2 separate regions of the Triticum aestivum genome follow, and region 2 is linked to region 1. Evidence: chromatin contacts called from public Hi-C data. All regions are on one chromosome and are shown on one strand. Each heading gives the region's core, a stretch centred on a gene start, on an enhancer-like site or on the middle of the called end of the contact. The rest is flanking DNA. Distances are from core to core; before and after follow the strand shown. Region 1 holds the start of LOC123137718 (molybdopterin synthase sulfur carrier subunit). Region 2 holds the start of LOC123137719 (aquaporin PIP1-1).

What was found. Hi-C and Micro-C count contacts between places; a contact is called where the count stands out from the background.
Region 2: a contact with region 1 is called in a Hi-C map of leaf, with 5 times the contacts expected there. The contact joins the promoter of LOC123137719 here to the promoter of LOC123137718 in region 1. A contact is called at or near these places in 2 of 5 Hi-C or Micro-C datasets (both in leaf).

The regions. Positions count from the first base shown.
Region 1 is chr6B:512,550,971-512,554,763 of IWGSC CS RefSeq v2.1, forward strand. LOC123137718 (molybdopterin synthase sulfur carrier subunit) reads left to right here and starts at 1,998. Exons shown (of 1, transcript XM_044557558.1): 1 at 1,998-2,650. The coding sequence starts at 2,143. The coding sequence ends at 2,460. LOC123137716 (APO protein 3, mitochondrial) reads right to left here and starts at 1,706. Exons shown (of 5, transcript XR_006468472.1): 1 at 1,241-1,706; 2 at 178-1,131.
Region 2 is chr6B:512,823,701-512,827,513 of IWGSC CS RefSeq v2.1, forward strand. It overlaps LOC123137719 (aquaporin PIP1-1), which reads left to right and starts at 1,723. Exons shown (of 4, transcript XM_044557559.1): 1 at 1,723-2,286; 2 at 3,524-3,813. The coding sequence starts at 1,950.

The sequences.
Region 1 (3,793 bases), core at 748-3,247:
ATATCTCAAGGTTATATTATGAACGGTTTTACACTTGGAGGGCGAAATATGAACCAAAACTAAAGTTGAGGGTTGTAAAGTAAACCATAAGACAAGTTCAGGGGGTATCACCCCAGACTTCCATAAGAAGAAAGATAAAACAAACATGCCCTGAAGAAATAGCATCGGAATCCTAACCATTTCAACCTTGCGCAGCTCCAACATGCAGGCAAACTGAGGGTCGAAAACATGCATGAGCACCAGGCACCGCAATGCCAGTCTGACTCTCAGGCAACGAGGTCGTACTCGTCGCGTGCGGGCGGCACGACGTCCAACCGCATCATGCTCCTGTACTGTGCCGGTATTGGGGCGCCCGCGCGCACGCAGAGCTCCACCACAGCCGGGGCCTTGCCATAGTACCTCTTGAGTTCGTTCGCGAGAGGCACACTGTCGCCAGCCGGGTCGCGGACGTGCCAGACATGGTTCAGGGGGACAATGTCGTCCACCGTGGCTTCCTGCCACGCGTGCTGGCCATCCCGCTGCTGATGCTTGCTCGCCTTGCACATCCTCACCTTGTGGCCCTTGGGCCCGACCTGCACATCTGGGCAGTACCCGCAGGTGACCACACTGTACTTCCTCATCAGCTTCACCGCGCCCGACCGCATCTCCAGCCAGGACTGCAGCGTCCTGGAGCTCATCTCCCTCACAGTGATCTCTTGTTCTGTTCGATCACCGGCATAGGCAGTACAAGCAGAACTCGTTTGAGGCGGCGGCAATGGACACGACCAAGCTTCAGGTGATGTTTCTGCTTCGGAGGAGCCGTCTTCTTCGTCCAGCTCGAAGTCTGCAATCCTGCCGTCAATTGAGTAGACTGGCCTTGCCCTCCTCTTGGTTGGGTATCGCTCGACGTCGACACCTGCCTGGATGCATAGCTCCAGGATGGCCGGGAGCCTTGGGACGACGTACTTCTCCTTGTGCACCACCCTGGGCTTCCCAACGCGATCAAACAGGTGGTAGCAGTATGGGAAGCCGAGGACGTCCCGTACTGTCCCCGGCCGCCACACGTGCAAGGAGTTCCTAGACGCGCTGTTGGGACCCTCACACGTCCTGATCTCGTGCCCGATGTCACCGATGTGCACCTCCGAGCAGAACCTGATCAGACACTTGACACCGTTACTCACACCACCTTGCTGAATCCAACAGACCATGGCTATGCAAAGCAAAATACATTGCCATTGGTGTGTGCATGTTTTCCCCTTACCTGCATCGCTTCACCGGGATGGCAGCTTCGCCTTTGACAAGGCTGGCGAGGCCGCTGAGGAGCCTCTCCCTTGCTCTGTGTACCCGATGCGCAACCTCGACGAGGTGCGGCACGAGAAGGCCGTTGGCGGGCGGGTGCTCCAGCACGCGGCACGGGGTCTCCTGCCGGGCCCGTCTCTCCTCCTTGGCCCTCCGGATGAGGACCTTCATCGGTGTCACGTACGGCTTCCTCTCCCATTTCCTCCCGGGCCGGGGCACGTCGGCGTAAGGGAACTCTTCTTCCTGTGGCTCCCTGCCGGCGTGCAGCCATCGTGTAGACGCTCTGAGAGGACGCAAAGACCTCAGCAGCGGTTCAGCTCTCCCACGCACGACTCGCCGAGCCAAAAGCCCAGCCGGTGGCATTTCATCGAACACGTTGCCCTCAGCGCAGATGCGCCGCCGGTTACAATCCGGGGCAGAAGGCAGGTCGAAGCGAGGGAGCTATGGAAGTTTGGAACGCGGCGGCTCCTTGGAATAGCAAGAGTGGCCTCTTCGGGTGCACCGACGGGGAGGGGCGCAGAGGTCCGGGCTGCGAGGGGGGCGGACGCCCACGCCCACGCCCAGGCGAAAAGACGGCGATCTGACGAGCAGCGAACTCAACTGGCGCGCGTGCGACGACACACGAGAGTGGATGCTCGAGTTTCGCCGGCGGGCTCCTACGGGCGGCGACAGGCGGAGGTGCGTGCTGTGTGGGGGTCCGGCGAGCGGCGTGGTGGCGCCGTAGTCCGGAGGGCAGCAGTCAGAAGTACGAGGGGTATTCTGGTCAATGCAACCACTCGGTTGGCTCCTTCCCCCGCCTCCGTCGTGGTCATATCCCGTAGTCGTACCCGAGAGTCCAGAAAAATACGGTCTCCTCCTCTCCTCATGCTTCCGGACGCTGCTCCCGGGGACAGCCCCGCGGCCGGATCACCGCCGGCGGCGGCGGCCGTCGCGAAGGTGAGGGTGAAGGTGCTGTTCTTCGCCCGCGCGCGGGATCTGACGGGCGTCGCGGAGTCCTCCGTGGAGGTGCCCTCCGGGAGCACCGCGGGGGAGTGCCTCGGCCGGGTGCTGGCCTCGTTCCCCAAGCTGGACGAGATCCGCCGCTCCATGGTGCTCGCGCTCAACGAGGAGTACGCGCCCGAGTCCGCCCCCGTCGCCGACGGAGACGAGCTCGCCATCATCCCGCCGATCAGCAGCGGCTGACCGGGACTGCAAAATGAAGAAAATGAAAGAGAGAAAGAAAGAAAGGTCTTCCTCTTTTCTTCGATACTTGTCTTTGCTTCCTGATCAATGTGCACGTTGAATAAATAATAAGTTGTGATGTTCGCTGGCATTTGTGTTCATCAATCATGTTGATGAATAATATGGTTTTGAATCTGAGAAGATACACAAAGCATGCTCGCGTAGTTGTTGTATGTGATAGTATCTTAATGTTCACAATACGGTTGATCGATAGCTAAAAAGGGCAGCTCGGATGTAGCTCCTGCTTTTGAACGGTCTGAGGAAGGGTCCGGCCACTTCGAGGTTGACCAATAGCTAGTGGAACTAAAATGAAAAATCTGGCTGAATTTTCTAGCAAGTATTAGTCCGAAGAAACTAACAGAGGAAGAAGAAGAAGCCCTGAAAGAGATCTGCGATCAGCTCTTCAAAGGGTAAGATGTTTCTTCATTGCCTCAGTTACTAACTGCAACTTCATCATAACCAAATGTGAATTGCCCTTATAGATTAAAGACCTAGAACATTGGTTTCTACATGAGATGAGAAAGCGGGAAGCGACAGCACTGGAGGAGACGCTTGCAATTCAGAAGGATGTAACTCAGGAAACAAAAGGACAGCTACAAGATAGATCGACCGTCAACGCTATTTTTTTCTCTGTTACAAAAACAATACTTGCTATGCTCCATTCAAACAGAAACAGCCGTGCCTGCAAGCAAAAGTAGCCACTTTCAGAATTTTTAGGTGGGGAAACACCAGGATTCCTGGCTTTCAGGTAGGCGCCTGCACTGGCATTTAGTTATGGTTATGTCGTTTTCATTCAAAAGGATTGCACACATTTGATTAATGCCATTAGTCCTATGCCAAAACCAAACACCGCCCGAAAACTGATTGGCTTACTCAACCAGTTAACCTTTTTTTTTGGGGTAAACGTCGCCGCTTTTATTTAACTTAAAACAAGTCTGGAATCTCGCCTGCAATCACTTCCAGAATGCTCGCATAGTTGTTGTATGTGATAGTATCTTAATGTTCACAATACGGTTGATCGATAGCTAAAAAGGGCAGCCTGGATGTAGCTCCTGCTTTTGAACGGTCTGAGGAAGGGTCCGGCCACTTCGAGGTTGATCAATAGCTAGTGGAACTAAAATGGAAAATCTGGCTGAATTGTCTAGAAAGAATGTGTCCGAAGAAACTAAGAGAGGAAGAAGAAGCCCTGAAAGAGATCTGCTATCAGCTCTTCAAAGGGTAAGATATTTCTTCATTGCTCCCGGTTACAAACTGCAACTTCACCATAACCAAATGTGAATTGCACTTATAGATT
Region 2 (3,813 bases), core at 473-2,972, 270 kb after region 1:
ATAACCACCTTAATAGCCAGCGGCCGTTGTTCCGCGGCTCAATCCCAGGACACCTTCCAGCGTTGAATCGCAACCGAGAGAGTGGCCATTTCCTTCTTTCGAAGGACTACTTTGACACAACCAACCCGTTGTTCAAACATGAGAAATTCCGGCGGCGTTTTCGTATGGCTAGCCATGTTTTCAACCGTATTAGAGAGGGGGTGGTCAGATACGATAACTATTTCGAGTGCAAAGAGGACACCCTTGGAAAGAGTGGCTTCTCATCTTATCAGAAATGCACTGCAGCCATCCGGATGCTTGAGTGCCCGGTGATCTCATTGATGAGTACGTCCGTATGAGCGAGTCTACATGCCTAGAGTCCATGTACATGTTCTGCAGGGTTGTGATTGTTGTGTTTGGCTCTGAGTACTTGAGAGAGCCGACTCCTCAAGATATAGCCCACTTGTTGGTGATGAATGCCAGCAGGGGCTTATGAGAGATGCTTGGCAGCATAGACTGCATGCACTGGGAGTGGAAGAACTGCCCTTCTGCTTGGCAAGGGCAGTATAAGGGCCATGTCAGGGCTTGCACTATCATACTTGAGGCCGTGGCCTCACAAGATCTCGGGATCTGGCACTCTTTTTTCGGCATGGCCGGATCACACAATGATATCAACGTGCTTCAACGCTCGCTGGTGTTTGCAAGGCTTGCGGAAGGCAACAGCCCGCCGGTGAATGTTGACATCAATGGCCACAACTACGACAAAAGATACTACCTAGGTGACGGTATCTACTCTCAGTGGACCACTATTGTGAAGACAATCCCCAACCCTGTTGGAGAGAAGAGGAAAAAAAATTTCCCAAGAGCAAGAGAGTGATAGGAAGGATGTTGAGCGTGCCTTTGGTGTTTTGCAATCTCGATGGGGCATCATTCGGTATCCTGCTAGGACTTGGAGCACCAAGAAGTTGTGGGAGGTGATGACAACGTGTGTGATTGTGCACAATATGATCGTAGAAGATGAGCGTCCGAAACGTATCTACGATAAAGGGTTTCAGTTCAGGGTGAAAATGTTGTGCCTGAGCATGGAGGAGCGGCAACGTTTGAACAGTTCACCCAATTTCATGATGAAATGCGTGATTGGAAAACTCACATGCAGCTGCAAAATGATTTGGTTGAGCATATGGGCTCATGTTGACAACCAATAGATGTATCTTTGTTCACATGTATTTGAGACAATTTAATTTTTATTTGGCTTGTAAAACTATGCTTAATTTATTTGGTTGTAAAACTATACTTTATTTGGTTGTGAAACTATGCTATTTTTTACAAGTCTGCTTGTCAAAATAATGCAAAATGTTGGCATATTTGTTGAAAAAGGGCGGCCATGCCGGCAAATATGGTCGGCGCCTTGGGAGCACCGCAGACCCAAATGTTAAACAGGACGGATGCCGAGCGAACGGCCAACTCAAACGGACAGAAGACGGACAAAAGCGTCGTCCGTTTGGTTCGACGAGTTGGAGTTGCTCTAAAACGCTATTATATATTTTTATATTTTTGTTAGAAAGGAAGTATTTGTAAATGTACTTCATTATCCGATCTGATTATTGATGAAACAATGATGCTTAGTGCAGACAAACAGAGTGGAGAAAGAAGCGTTGGAATTGGATAAGCTCGAAGACAAACAATAAAGCGGAAAAGGCACCCGACGCAACCAACTACTACCACTGCACTCCATTGGACTGCCCCACTCGACACCCCCGTGCTCCTCCCTCATCACCCTCCTCTCCTCGCCCCTTTCCATAGCCACCTTCCTCTCCTCACTCTGTCACCCCCGCTCCTCCCTTTATAACCCGCCTGCACTCCACCACCTCACAGCCCACAGCTCACAACACACCCACCGCCGCTGCCTCAACTTCCCCTTCCCGGAGCAGCAGCCAGAGAGGAAGCGAGAGAGAGAGAGAGAGAGGGCGATGGAGGGGAAGGAGGAGGACGTGCGGCTGGGCGCCAACAGGTACTCGGAGCGGCAGCCCATCGGGACGGCGGCGCAGGGCGGCGGCGACGACAAGGACTACAAGGAGCCGCCCCCCGCGCCGCTGTTCGAGCCCGGGGAGCTCAAGTCCTGGTCCTTCTACCGCGCCGGCATCGCCGAGTTCATCGCCACCTTCCTCTTCCTCTACGTCACCGTGCTCACCGTCATGGGCGTCTCCAAGTCCCCCTCCAAGTGCGCCACCGTCGGCATCCAGGGCATCGCATGGTCCTTCGGCGGCATGATCTTCGCGCTCGTCTACTGCACCGCCGGCATCTCAGGTCTCTCTCCACACCCTTCTCTCTCCCTCTTCTTGGCTTGCTACATACTCCTAGCCGTCCGTTGCTTCACAGGAGCTGAAGCAGCTGTCAGTTAGTACTGTACCTTTTTGTTGTTATTGTACGCAACGCATAGATTCTAGAGAGTTCTGTCTTCCAAAAAGTGAAGTGGGTTGCGTGTCCAACCTACAATAATTTCTCTTCTCCGTTCACTTTATTAAACAGTTGTAAAAACATTTTTGTTTAAATTAGGCGTGCACTCTACGCAAAAACGACAAAATGTGTGTCTGTTGAGACTATGATACCAATTTGTTTTTTTTTTTTGGCACAGGACGAACAATATCATGTTTTCCCACCAATTTTTTCATGTCTCTTCTTAGTTGAATTTTTCGCATGCTGACATATATCAAGATGAACATACGACACATATGATCTTTCTTTCAAAAAATTCATAAAACTAAAAAGTAAGAGAGATAATTAAGGCTCCGTGCTGGACCATGTGCACAAAATCTGTGTCTTTGTTTTCTAGTAGTACCGAGAGTAGTTAGTAGTATTAGATATTTCATTCGCAAACTGTACTGCTGCAGTATGTAAACCTAGTTTTATTTATCTTGCAAAGGCACAATTCACAAGAGCTCATCTTTTGATGCAGCGCTTCTGTAATGTCCAAATCTAGATATTCCAACCTCAAAAGGTCAAAGGTGCACATGAAAAAACACCATATTTATTACTCGATCTGATTCGGTTCAATGTTTTAAATAGCGGGCTATGAAAAAATAGCGGCGGGCCTTCAAACCAGCTATAGCGGAGCTATAGCTGAGCTATAACGGGCTATAGCGCGCTATTTGTGAAGGCGACCATTTAGCCGCATCCTGCTGAAAAGGCTATATAGCGGGCTATAGCGGAGCTATAGCCGGCTATTTAAAACTATGATTCGGTTTCACTTGGAAGTGAGTGACCAATATGCAGTACTATTTCATGGAATTCGCTTGCTGAAACTCTGCTACGGGCAATACATCATTTAGTGGTCACTAAACCTCTTTTATTGTCAAATTGTAAATTGTCTCTCAGTGAATGTTGTGGTCCAATTCTCACTACTTACTGCTCCTGAATCTCAGATTCTGCCTGGTTAATCTCAAAATATCAATTTGTGAGAGAACAGATATGATGTAACAATAAAAGCACTACCAAAGCTGAGGGTGAGGACACTGCTAATCTCAGTTATATGCTGAAATGACAGGAGGACACATCAACCCAGCGGTGACCTTTGGGCTGTTCTTGGCCAGGAAGCTGTCCCTGACCAGGGCCGTCTTCTACATAATTATGCAATGCCTGGGGGCCATCTGTGGAGCTGGAGTGGTGAAGGGCTTCCAGCAGGGTCTGTACATGGGCAACGGTGGCGGCGCCAATGTAGTCGCCAGTGGCTACACCAAGGGCGATGGCCTTGGTGCTGAGATCATCGGCACCTTCGTCCTGGTCTACACCGTCTTCTCGGCTACCGATGCCAAGAGGAATGCCAGAGACTCCCAT